2 separate regions of the Oryctolagus cuniculus genome follow, and region 2 is linked to region 1. A link is a contact called in public Micro-C data. All regions are on one chromosome and are shown on one strand. The core of a region is the stretch at or near the end of the contact, and the rest is flanking DNA. Distances in the headings are between cores, read along the strand shown. Region 1 overlaps ADGRV1 (adhesion G protein-coupled receptor V1). Region 2 holds the start of ARRDC3 (arrestin domain containing 3).

Region 1 (6,452 bases), core at 1,188-3,687:
GGTGTGCAATTTAAAACTTACGAACTGTTTGTTTCAGATCAAGGTTTGTCCAGAGATTATGGAAACCACAGGAAGTGACACTGGGATGAGTGGATCTGTATATAGTTGTTGTTGTTGTTGGTTTTTTTTTTTTTTTTTTTTTTTTTTTTTACAGGCAGAGTGGACAGTGAGAGAGAGAGAGAGACAGAGAGAAAGGTCTTCCTTTGCCGTTGGTTCACCCTCCAATGGCCGCTTCGGCTGGAGTGCCGCGCTGATCAGAAGCTAGGAGCCAGGTGCTTCTCCTGGTCTCCCATGCGGGTGCAGGGCCCAAGCACTTGGGCCATTCGCCACTGCACTCCTGGGCCACAGCAGAGAGCTGGCCTGGAAGAGGGGCAACTACGACAGAATCCGGCACCCCAACCGGGACTAGAACCTGGTGTGCCGGCACCACAGGCGGAGGATTAGCCTATTGAGCCGTGGCACCGGCTAGAACTCCATATAGTTTTGTGTTAATCTCTACATATCGTGAAATTCATTAGATCACATCAATACTTCCAATTCTGACCCAATTGTTAATCCTAGTCCCTCCCATCATCGATCCTTTCTATATTTGTAACTACTTCTCTACTGGTAAGAAATCTATTTCTTATGATTCTCAATATATTTGTGTTTATCTATTTGGTGGACTCCTGTGTGTGTGGCCCATCTCCCACTGCCGCCATCCCTTCCCTTGTACAGTGGCTCCATTCTCCATCCTAGGTCTGATGCTTCATGCTGGCTGCACCCATCCCCATACAGGGATGCCCTCACAGCTGGGTTCTGATACTCACGCTGGGATGCCTTCCTGTGCATGTATATCTTGGAACTGTTTGATAGAGGAAAAGAAAGAATAAGAAAGCAAAGAATGAGAAAGGAAAAGAGGAAGAGGAAGAAGGAATTTGAGCATTTTTTCAAGAAAAGAACTTCCAACGGAGATTGTCCTTATCTTGCTTAGATATATCTTTCATTGAAGCACAACTTTATCCGAGTTACTACAACTGCATGGAGAGAAAATAATAAGTAAAAGTTGATATTGATGAGCAATTATTTAATCATTAATGCCTTTCAGAAGAGGAGGGCATATATTAAGATTTAATTTTTATAAAAATTCATTTTTGTTCAATGAAATTATATAATCGGAAAGAAGGCCAGAAGGCTCATTTTTACCTCTGACAAGAATAGGGAACTGGCTAAGCTGTGCTCACAAAATTTTTCAAAGATTAGGTATCAAGTCTGGCAATTGCATTCTTTGCTTCCACTGTGTAAGCACAAAATTCTATTTATGGCTCAGTGCAAAGTACAAAAGGACATGCACATTTTGCATGAACTGGGCACCAAATTTTCAAAATTTGGCCTGCACACTCCCCTAAGTGCCTAGAGCAAAGCCAGCACTGTGTGCTGACAGAGCTCAGTGCAAAAGCCAACAAAGCATACCAGGGTTGGCTAGAAACACCCATGGCCCATGCTTTTCTGGATCTCTGCAGAAAAGTGTGGTAGCTTGGCACCCCAGACCAGAAACTCGGCAAGGAAGAAAGCCAGTTGTAAATAACTCATTGCGTTTAACAGTAGACTCCAGGCTGGCTTTCCAGCCATGTGACAATGACTAAGACATGATTTCAGATGGGAGAAACGTGTTCAGAGACAATTCTGGATTTTGTGGGCCTGAAGCTTATAAAACTTGGTGGGAGGGAGGCGCTTCTTTAAAAACAAAAAATCACAAAACCGTAATTAGGGACAGGATCCCAGAAGGGGTCCATGCAAGGTGCGTTGAAACTTCCACAGTACTAGCACTCTGGCTGATCTGTCTCTGGGGAGGCACCATTCACCTCCCGGGGGGCCCCAGCAAAAGGAGCAGTGGTGTTGGGAGGGAGAGAGGGTGATGAAAGTTGGGTGGGGGGCATGATGTTGCTAAAGAGCTACCATGAATTGCATTTGATAGATGGAAAATTACTGCTTCATTTAATGAAAATTATTTTAGTTTCACAATTTCTAAGCTGTCATTTTACATTTGGTGAGCTGCTCATAACTTCTCTGTTTTCTCTAAATGTTTACTCGAGAAGGCATTTAGCACACTGGGAACAATTTATAATGCGGATTAATTAGCTAACATAAAGCAGAATTATTTCAGTGTTCTTAATAAAAAAGGAGGCTTCTAAAACGCCTTATTTGATACAGGAATAAGGGTACCTCTATAAAAACCATGTTGTCCAGAACATATAAAGAACTCCTACAGCTCAACAACATCAATAAACCTAAATAACCCAACTCAAAAATGGGCAATGAGGAACAGATGTTTAGCCCAGCAGTTAAGACACCAGTTATGCACCCACATCCCATATCAGAGTCCCTGGATTCAATATCCAGCTCTGGCTCCCAGCTCCAGCTTCCTGTCAATGCAGACTCTGAGAGGCAGTGGTCAGGCTCAAGTAGTGGGTTCCTGCCACCCATGGGGGAGACCTGGACTGAGTTACTGGCTCCCAGTTTTGGCCCATACTGGTCCTTGCCATTGTAGGCATTTGGGGGATACTTGGGTACAAGTGCATGCTCAGTCTCTCCAAAATGCAAGATAAAAAATGGGCAAAGGACTTATGCAAATGGACAAGAGGCACATAGAAAGATGTTCACCATCACTAGCTGTCAGGGATACAAAAATCAAAATCACAATGAGATAACTACTTCATAACTATTAAGATGGCTATTATTTAAAAAAAATTAAAAAAACTCACAGAAGATTGTGAGCGTTGGTGTGGATGTGGAAAAATTAGCACCTTTGCACATTACTGATGAGGATGCAGAATGGAGTAGTCCCTGTGGTGAACAAATTGGCGGCACCTTGAACAGTTGAACCCAGAATTACCATTTGAGCCAAAATTCTTCCAGGTATACATCCATAAAACTGAAATCATGGGCCCAAACAGATATCTGTAACACTAATGTTCATAACAGCATCATTCTCATTGGCCAAAAGATGGAGACAACTGGTATGTCCACCAACAGACAAATGGAAGAGCAAAATATGGCATTCACATACAATGGAATATTACCTAGTGCCACAGTCAGAAAGTGTCTCCCCCAACTTCATATGGTGAGACCTGATCACCAGGGATCGCAGTTAGGGAGTCAGGCATTGGGAGGTGGTTAGGTCATGGAGGTAGAATCCTTGGGAATGGGATTGGTGGTGTCGTATAAGAGGCCCCCAAAAGATGCCTTGCTCCTCCTGCCACATGAGGATACAGGAGGAACTGGGGCCTTCACCACACACTGAACCTCTGGCACTGTGATGCTGGACTCTGCAGCTACCAGAATTGTGGGAAATTGTTCCTCTTGTTTGTAAGCCATCCAGCCTATGGCATTGTGATGGCAGCCAAAGCAGGGTAAGAGACTCCAGCTTAAGAAAGAATGGAGGGGCAGGCGTTGTGGTGTAGCAGGCAAAGCTGCCGCCTGCAACGCCAGCATCCCACATGGGTGCCAGTTTGACTTGTGGTTGCTCCACTTCCAATCTAGCTCTCTCCTAATTAGCCTGGGAAAGCAGCAGAGCATAGCCCAGGGGCGTGGGCCCTTACACCCATGTGGGAGTCCTGGAGAAAGCTCCTGGCTTCAGTCTGGCCCAGGCCTGGCCATTGCAGCCATTTGGAGAGTGAACCAGGAATGGAAGATTTTTCTCTGTCTCTCCTCCTCTGTAACTCTGCCTTTCAAATAAATCAAGTAAATATTTTTAAAAAAGAATGGAATTCTGAAATATATTACAACATGGGTTATGTTAAATAAAATAAGTCAGACACAAAAGGACAAATACGTAATTCCACTTAGATGAGTTATGTAGAGCAGGCAAATTTATAGTTAGGACTTATTTTTTAATTCCATCTGTCCACAAACTTTTTGAAGTACCCTTGTATATGTGTGTACATAAATGCACAAATACATTTACATGTGTGTGTTTATATGTGGTCATACCATGTAAAAGCTAAAAGGAAAATATTGAGTTACTATTTAATAGACAGAGATTCTGTTTGAGATATGAAAAAGTTCTCGAAACAGCAGTGGTGAGGGTTGCACAGCATGGTGAGTGTTCTTACTGATACTGAGCTGAACACTTAAAGTGTAAAATTTTATGTTACGTGTATGTTGCTATTTTACATAGATTTATGTCCTGTATATTAAGGAAAGAGAAAGAAGCGTATGCTACATCAGGCTTGTGTCAAGATGAAGTTAAACCACAGGGAGAGAAAAAGAATAAAAGTGGGAAGTATTTAACTTAAATACTTAAATTAACAAGGACTCATTCGTGTAGAAAACAACGTGGTTTGAAATGGTTTTAGTTATTTCAGAAATCACTTGTTCAAAGGAAAAAAGTAACAAATAGATGTGTCAGTATTAAGGAAATCTGCTCTTGGAGTTAGCAGATCCTATCCACAATATCCCACACCTCTTTATTTTTAAATGGGAAACATCATTTCAGTGAATTTAATTGCCATTTTTTAAAGACAGTGTGGAGCTGCATTATCTGTTTTCTTCATAATTGCAGCCTTCAAGCTATGCACCAGTGACAACAATAAAGGCTCACGGTGGAAATCACCCGCCCCTTACATGAGGCTGAAATGTACTCTGTGTTTACAAACTTCTTAAGTACTGGCTTTAATTTTGCCTCAGTGACCTTCTGAGTCTAACAATGTGGGATGTGCTACCTAAACAAGCTCTCATCAACCAAAACAAGGCACACAACTGTGAAATAACGTGGAGCTAAGATATTTATGGCTCTGTTTCCAATAATACAAATGCATTATTTTTAAGTTAGCAAACAAAAAGGGATCAGAGGCCTTATTTCTAAACTCTAAGCCTTCACTCTGAAATTAACATGTTAAAGCAAAGACGATTCAGAATTCTGATCCACTTCTTGGTGAGAAAATATTGTGTATCTGAGCTTTTGAAGCAAGTGTTAATACAGGCTTACCCACAAGTGTCCTCAGCATACAACTTTATAGTCAACAGGAAGACAAAAAGACACCATATTTCATACAGTTGCCAGGTCACCACTAGGGAACTGTGGTTGGAACAGGTAGCAAGAAAGCTATGGACTGAGTTTACAAATTATCTGAAGCGGCACCTTATACCTCATTTGGGTACTGTGCATCCTAAGCTTTGTCCATGCGTACTATCCGTGGTTCCAATCTTATTTCCTTTTTGCTTCAGTATCCCTCCCACAGACTCCCCAAAGAGCTCTTGAAAGCCCATTTAGGTAACTGGGAACTCACTCTAAGTCTAGTGGCTCCTGTCTCCAGACAGAGTTGCAAATCTTCACTGCAACAGGTTAGACATGTGTATCCCAACACTTGCCTATGTGCCAGGGTCGTCACTGTTTTAGACAGCCTTGCTAAACTTGTTATCTCTAGCCTCACCCTCTTTCCAGCACTTCTGAGCCAACAATTTCCAAACTTGCATCTCCATGCCTCTGAGCTCCTGGCTTGCAGATACTCAGAGAATCTCAACGGCAGTTCTTCCACAGCTGAGTTGAGCAGCCTTCCTCCCATACTTCCACCACCACCAGCACCTTCCACACAGATGTATCCTGAGGTTCACCTGCCACACCAAACGTGCCAACAAGTCCTGTTTATTGCACCCTCTCAAATTTGACTTCTACAGTGCTTTCCAAGATGTTGCCTTTGTTGAGGAGTCTACTTGGAAGGCTTCCTGAGCAGAACTCTCTGTTCCAATTCAGCCTCCGCAGAGGCCAGCAACATCCTTGCAAAAATCTAAAAGGACTACAGAAAGTTCATGGAAAATGGAAATAAAAGATAATTTTATTCTGTATTAAAGTTGGAAATACATACCTATGAGAGCTCATGGAGAGGCCAGCATTGCAGTATAGATGCTTAAGCTGCTGCATGTGACACTGGCAGCCCATATGGGCACTGGTTCAAGTCCTGGCTGCCCCACTTCAATTCAGCTCCTTGCTAATGCCCCTGGGAAACTAGCAGAAGATGGCCCAAGTGCTTGGGACCCCTCACACATGTGGGAGTCCCAGATGAAGATCCTGGCTCCTGATTGGCCCAGTTCTGGCTGTTGCAGCCATTTGGGGAGTGAGCCAACAGATGGAAGTGCTCTCTCGCTCTCTCTCACTCTCTTCCCCTCCCCTCTGTTTCTTTGTAACTCTGCCTTTCAAATAAACAAATCTATTTTTTAGAAAAGTTTGTAGGAAAATGCCTTTCACAAACTGCCACTTGTAACACTGGCATCCCATATGGGTGCTAGTTTGTATCCTGGCTGCTCCACTTTCAATCTGGCTCCTTGCTAATGTGCCTAGGAAAGGAGCAGAAAATGGCCAAAATGCTTGGGTCTTGGTACTAATCTGGGAGACCCGGATGGAATTCCAGGCTCCTGATTTTAGCCTGGCCAGTCATAGCTGTTGCAGCCATCTGGGGAGTGAACCAATAGAT
Region 2 (6,452 bases), core at 2,091-4,590, 330 kb before region 1:
ATTAAGACTTACAAAAAATAAAATAAAACCTTAGTTACACAGCACTCAAACCTGTCAGGTGTTAATTAAGATAAATATTAAGCATGGATTTCATATTTTTCTGTGAGAAACAAATTCTAACTATAGGTATGGTTTTTCTGACCACCAAACATCTAAATTTTTGCTTGAGATGGGTTGCTTTAAAATGTTATTTGTTTGGAAGGCAGAAAGAGAAAGAGGAGATTGGTTCATCAACTAGTTCACTCCCCAAATACTGACAATAGACATGGATGGGCCAGGCCAAAGCCAGGAGCCCAGAACTCTATCTAGGTGTCCCACATTGAGCCATTAAAATGGTTTGCTTTTGTATATATAGTTGATATGTGAAAAACTACATACTTGGTAGTCAGTTTGAGATATCTCAATATTACATACCTTGATAATAATTACCATTTGTCAGTTTTTTTGGACAGAGTTCACACTTTTTTCAAAAAGATTCATTTACTTGAAGGGCAAGGTGACAGATATCTTTCATCTACTTCTCAAATGGCTGAAACACCAGGGCTAGGACAACTACTTAAGCCAGCATCCACTGCAAACTTCTGCACATCAAAGTACAACAGCCATTTGATTCAAAATTCAAGAAGTATATACACCATAAAAAGAGATGGCCTACCTTAGAAGCCATGAAAGAGGGGCTAGTTATTCTATCTACTCAGTTGTGCCAAGCGAGTCTGTGGAGGGGTGAGACGGGAAAGGAGATAAGACAGCAGTGGGAAGCTGTTCTGGGCACAGGAACCAGTGCGTAACTGCACATTGGCAACAGTGAGATGAGCTAACAAAGGGGACAGAAGATGCAGTTGACAGGAGCATAGAGAGTTAGCGGATGAGTAGGAGGAGATGGCAGATGAGACGTAGGCTGGGGTGGTAGGAAAGAGCCTTGGTGGTAAAGATGAATAGCTAAAATTTGGTGCAAAGCACAGTAGGAGCCCAGCGAAGCAAGCCGAACAGCCAGAGACAAGTTCCACTGGACAGCATTCCCAGGGGGCCTAATGTACAGACAGTTAGCCAGGGAGTCTGGCAAAGGGGAGGCTATGAAAGCCACGAGAGGAGAGGAAACAATCAAAATGTGGTCTAAGGGCTTTTTCTTTTTCTTTGAGAAATGAAAAAGATAAACAAAGATTTAGGGGTCTCTGTCTCTGGGATTTTCATTGTTGGAGAAAACAGGAGAGGAAAACAAAATGAAGCCAATAATTAAAAACACCTGAGGAACAGTCATGCCGCCAAGTCTACACGGAAGAAAGGTGATACAAAGTGTAAACGAGTGGGCTCCTGAGCAAAAATGGTGGCAGATAAGGATTTCCCAGCAATCTGTCAGTTACTATTTAGGAATAAAGAAAAACAGTAAAATAGATAATAATGGCAATGATTCAAAAGACCCTAAAAACTTTAAACACAAGGCATACAGTGAATCAATCACTTAATGTATTAAAACAACTTTCCAAAATGTGGATAAATATCCTAGGGCTTCTTTTTATATGCAATTCTAGTCTATTTACACAGCTAATTCTTATTTTTTTAATAATTCTTATTTCTTAAGAAACAATTAATTTTAATTAATCTTACTAAAATTCTAAAATATTCATTCTGACTAGCCTCCAGTAGCTATACATTTAGTGGTGAATTTATGTACTCTTTCCGTGTTGCACATTTAAATTTCTCTTGCTCAATGTCATTGTAATGCCTAATAAATACCATTAACCCTATGGTGAGGAAAAGCTGACATTCCAGCAAATTCACCATTTCTACCCGTAGGGGGCGGAAAAACATAAGTAGTATCTGTAATCTAAGCTAGTACAAGGACCCAGGTACTTTACCTAGATTTTCCACCAGGTGTCAACCAAGGGGGGAGGAAGGGGAGAATTTTCCAATACGGAAATACACAAATTCTTATTTTTAAACCTTAAAACTCATATAAACGGCATCACTCACCGTCCAAACCGTGTTCAGATTTACCCTTTCCAGATTATTGCTCCGGAGTCCTTAGACATTGCCTTGTCAACTAAAACCCAACCCAGTAAAATTTCACTTCCTCCAAAACAGCAAGGCCGAGTATCATTTATTGTGACTCCCGGGCTCCATCTACCCAAACATACTACGCAGAAGAATCTAAAACGTATGGACACAGCCGTAGCCAAAAACCTTCCCAAGAATTCCTGGTTACGTATATGTGGCTTCAGATTCCCATCTTTTTCTGTCTTTCTATAGCTCTCCTGACAGCAGCTCTGCGGAGGCCAGTAATCTACACGAGTTTGTGCTGTTACACTCTGCATCCCAGTGGGGCGTGACGCAGGCTCTGCTATTTCTTACCGAAACACTCACAATCAAAAAAGACAAATGTACCTATTAGGATGCACGGGAATGACTAGGCTGAACAGTCCAGCGGACAACCGCGGCTCCGCAGAATCCGCATCCTCACTGATGCTAAGAATTATGCTTTCCACACGCTGCATCTCGCTCCTTCAAACCATCGCTCGCGCTCCAGCAACTCCCCACCAAGGCTGTGCGCCGAGCCGCCACCGTGCCACCTGCCTTCTGCAAGGTGGCACTGTGGACGCGAGGGCTGCAGCCGCGCACCCTGCACCCTGACTCCGGCCACGGCTGGCGTCCCTAACAAGGACCTCGGCTTCCTCGGGGGAAGCGGGCCGCCTGCCCCCAACGTCGCCAGCGACTCGCTCGGGGTAGCCGGAGCCGGCACAGCCCCCCGAGGGGACGGGACCTACGCCTCTTCCTCGCTGCCTTAGGGCGTCCGCTCCGCAGGCCCCCTTTTGGCCTCCAGGGAGCTCACTTCCACCCCGTCTACAGCCATCTACGGACGCGCATAAAATCCACGCCGAGACTGCTCTCGTCTGTGACCACGATTCCTGGCCCGGTTTTCAGGACTTTTTTTTTTTTTCCTCCCGAAAGTCGTTAGCTCAGGCTCAGCCACCCAGCCGCTGGCCCGACCGGTTTCTCCCCCTTCCTCCTCCTCCCAGGCAGGCGGCGGGCGAATCCGCGCAGCGCCGCTAACGCGTGCGCCGGCCCGGCCGCCCCTCCACGCGGCCCGCGGTCCCTCAGCGCCCCGCCGGCGGTCGCTCTGTCAGAGGCCGCCCGGCCAGCGGCTCCGGGGAGCACGCCGGGGCTTTCCGGCAGCCCGCCCGCCAATGGGAGCCCACAATGCAGCGAAGTCCGGCCGGGCCTCCCGGCAGCGCCCGTGCCGGCTTCCCCGGCTCCACGCCTACTGTACCCGCGCGCGTGCCCGGCGAGGGCGCGAGCGCGGCGCGGCGCGGCGCGGCGGGGGCGCGCGCCCGGGGGGCCGGCGGCCGCGGCGGCGTGCGCGTGCGCACTGGGGTTGTTTTTCACAAAGCTGCTCTTAAAGTGAGCTGGCAGGCTCCGGCCGCCCGTCTTTGTAAGGAGACCACTGAGACGGGCGGGCGCGCGGAGCCGCCGCCGCAGCCTCTCTGCTGCCCTGACTTTTAAGAGCTCTCAATGAACTGTCTGTAAGGAGCTACTGATCCTGCCTGCAAGGGTTTGCATTTTTGCACGGCAGAAGCATCGATCAGTGTTGAGTGAAGATCCCATTTTATATGCGATCTTGACTTTTTTGGGGGTCTTACATTATATTTTTTATAGATTTTTGTTATCAACATGGTGCTGGGGAAGGTGAAGAATTTGACAATAAGCTTCGACTGTCTGAATGACAGCAATGTCCCCGTGTATTCCAGCGGGGATACTGTCTCAGGAAGGGTGAATTTAGAAGTTACTGGGGAAATCAGAGTAAAATCGCTTAAAATTCATGCAAGAGGACATGCGAAAGTACGCTGGACGGAGTCTAGAAACGCCGGCTCCAATACTGCCTACACGCAGAACTACACCGAAGAAGTAGAATACTTCAACCATAAAGACATCTTAATTGGGCACGAAAGAGGTAAGTTTTCCTACCATTCGGCAGTCTGCAGGCTGGCTTTCTCGGGTGGACGTGGTTCTCGCAGCGTAGCTCGGCCGTTTGCTGGAGGCTAGCAAAGTTGCGAGGTTTGGGTTCTCCTTGACGGGAGGCTGTAATGCGTGCCGGCATCTGCAAAGCGACTGCAAACTGCACCTCGTCTCCACCACCCCTGGACCCGGCTCGGGCTGTGCCATACGCACTTGCGGTCCATTTGCACCTCACTCGGAAATTCTGCTTGCCTCCGAGTCCATGATTTTACTGCTACGTTTTCAAATGAATTGATGAAAGCTGCGGTCCGGCATCAGATTTTTAAAATTTTTTCCTTTTTCTTTGCAACCTTAGCTCAAAACCTGAGCTTGAAGGAAGGAATGAAATAACATTTTAGGAGGGTTAGTAGATGTGTTTCCTTTTAATATTAACGTGCAAAGGACTTTATAAGGAATTGATCATTGTTCTTTGAGAGAGGGTTTCCCTGGCTTATTTTGACATATGGTATTACCAACACCCCACGTGTTTTTTTTTTTTTTTAACCTCTTCTTTCCAATGCTTTGGGAATTTTGCATCAAGCATTCCTTATTTTAAAAGACAGTATCTATCACCGTGGCCGGTGTTCAGTCAGGTTCAGAAGCCATTCAGGGCCAGCAGTTTCTTCTCCAAGCATCATGTCTAACTTTGGAACGTGCATTCAATGAAACCCTGCCAGTCCAATGGAATTGAAAAGTAGACCGCACACTGGACTTGATTTTTGGTTAGAAGGGGGAGATGGAGGGTTGTCAAAGGGAGAGGGGGTCCTGAGATTTCCCCTCTATTGTTTAGATGGCTACATTGTGGAAATATAGGAGACTCTAAGCTTGTTTTTCTAAGTTTCCACCCTTTGTTAGAAGCGGTTCAATCCTGTTTCGGACCAGTTCTGGGGGGTGGTGAGGAGGGGCGCTTGTGCAGCTCTCAGCAGATTGGTTACACGCGTCAGGTGGTGGCGATGACTTAATTCTAGCCCAAGAAGAATATAATGTTAAAACTGGTTATGTAATTTTGTGCTTCTCCTTTTTAATGCAGTATTTAGTGCAAATGCTGACTTTTTCAGAAAGAGGCTCGCTTTTATCTGCGTTTTTATATTCAAGATATACATCCCAGGGAAATGCTAATTGAATTAAGGGAAGGGAGAAATAAAGGAAGCGTTGAGTTACAGCATTATTGCATTTTTTTTTTAAATGCTCAGGTGAAATCAGTTCTTCGGCAGGGTTTCCACAGTTCACCTAGGTGGTTTTGCATCTTGAAGTAATTTCTAGTTCATCTTCCCAAGCGTTAACTCTGATAGGAAATGCAAAGCGCCTGATGACAGTTCTGCTGTGTGCTGCAAAGCGCACACGCGAGTTTGATTTCGAGCCTTTTATAAAATGAGAAGAAACAAAAGGTTTTTCTCTCAAGAGTTGAGCCTTGCAGTGAAGGGAAAGTAGAACAATGCGTTGGGGCGGAAAGCAAGGTCGTTAGCTGCACCTCGACTTCGTGGTGAGGAAAACCGAACGCCCCGCACCCAGCCGGGCGCCCCCCGAAGCCGGCCACGCGTGGACGAGCTTCTGCCTGGAGTAGTTTCAATGACTTTAGCTGAGAGCTCTCACACGAGCCTGGCAGCGGAGGCCCCGCCCCGGGCGGCCGGCGAGGGGCGGGGCCAGGTTTGTTAGCCTGTTGCTAAGGCGATGCCGGGCGCTGATTGGATTGGGCCGGCGCGGGTGGGGAGAGTGGGCTCCGGCCGGCTGGGGCGCGGCTTGGAACCGGCGTGCGCCGGTAAAGGTCCCTCCCGAGCGGCCGCCCCCGCCCGCGCTCGCGCGAGTGCGTTCCCGGGCTTCCGTGGGCTCCCGGGGCCCGCGTCGCGGCATGCCCTGCTGCTGTCCCTCTCTCCGGCCTGTTGGGGCCACGAGGGGGACGCCTCGTACGGGGCGCCAGCCGCTGCCGGCTTTCACAGGTGCAGAGTCGCCCTGGGCGCAACTTTTGGCCAGAGACCCTCGTAGAGGGGGCTGGCGTGAGGAGAGCGAGCGGGACCCCCGAGGTCGCGGGCGACGTGTCGGAGTGGCTCCCTTTCCTCTCGGCTGCCACAGACATGTGCCGACTGTCCAGTCAGCAGTCTGGCTACCTTGACGTGACCTGAGGGGGAGTCTGGCACTGGCTGGCCAGGGCAAAGAAAAGTGGTTTCAAATCCGGGAATCTGGGCGGGAGGGGGTCTCGGCGAGCGTCCCCGGTCCCTTCCCCATTGTTTCCCGGAGCCTCAGGCCCGCCACTTCCCCGGCCCGGTCTCCCTGCTTTGCAACTGTAAAGGTGTCAGGGTGGCCCGAGCCAGATCGAACCGGTCGCCGGCTGGGGCGTGTACAGCGGAAGCGCGGCGGCGCCCTCGCCCCGCCCCCGGTCCAGCAGGCTAGGCTGCGCGGGCGCGGGCGCGGGCGCGAGCGCCGCGCGACGTATGCCGTATGTATAGCGGAGCGCGCGGCCGGCG

What was found. Hi-C and Micro-C count contacts between places; a contact is called where the count stands out from the background.
Region 2: a Micro-C map of ear pinna shows a contact between it and region 1, with 5 times the contacts expected there. The contact joins the promoter of ARRDC3 here to the enhancer-like site in region 1. A contact is called at or near these places in 3 of 6 Hi-C or Micro-C datasets (ear pinna, skin fibroblasts and an unstated tissue).

What each region holds. Positions count from the first base shown.
Region 1 is chr14:13,798,691-13,805,142 of mOryCun1.1, reverse strand. All of the region lies in intron 86 of ADGRV1 (adhesion G protein-coupled receptor V1), which reads right to left. Among named protein-coding and RNA genes, the nearest start is that of ARRDC3, 330 kb to the left of the region's middle. Within about 2 kb of position 2,437, at least 1 of the 8 cell types and tissues checked has an H3K27ac peak or open chromatin away from gene starts, as enhancers often do. A contact at or near this core is called in ear pinna, where this site is marked.
Region 2 is chr14:14,127,774-14,134,225 of mOryCun1.1, reverse strand. ARRDC3 (arrestin domain containing 3) reads left to right here and starts at 3,340. Exons shown (of 8, transcript XM_002713914.5): 1 at 3,340-3,946. The coding sequence starts at 3,667.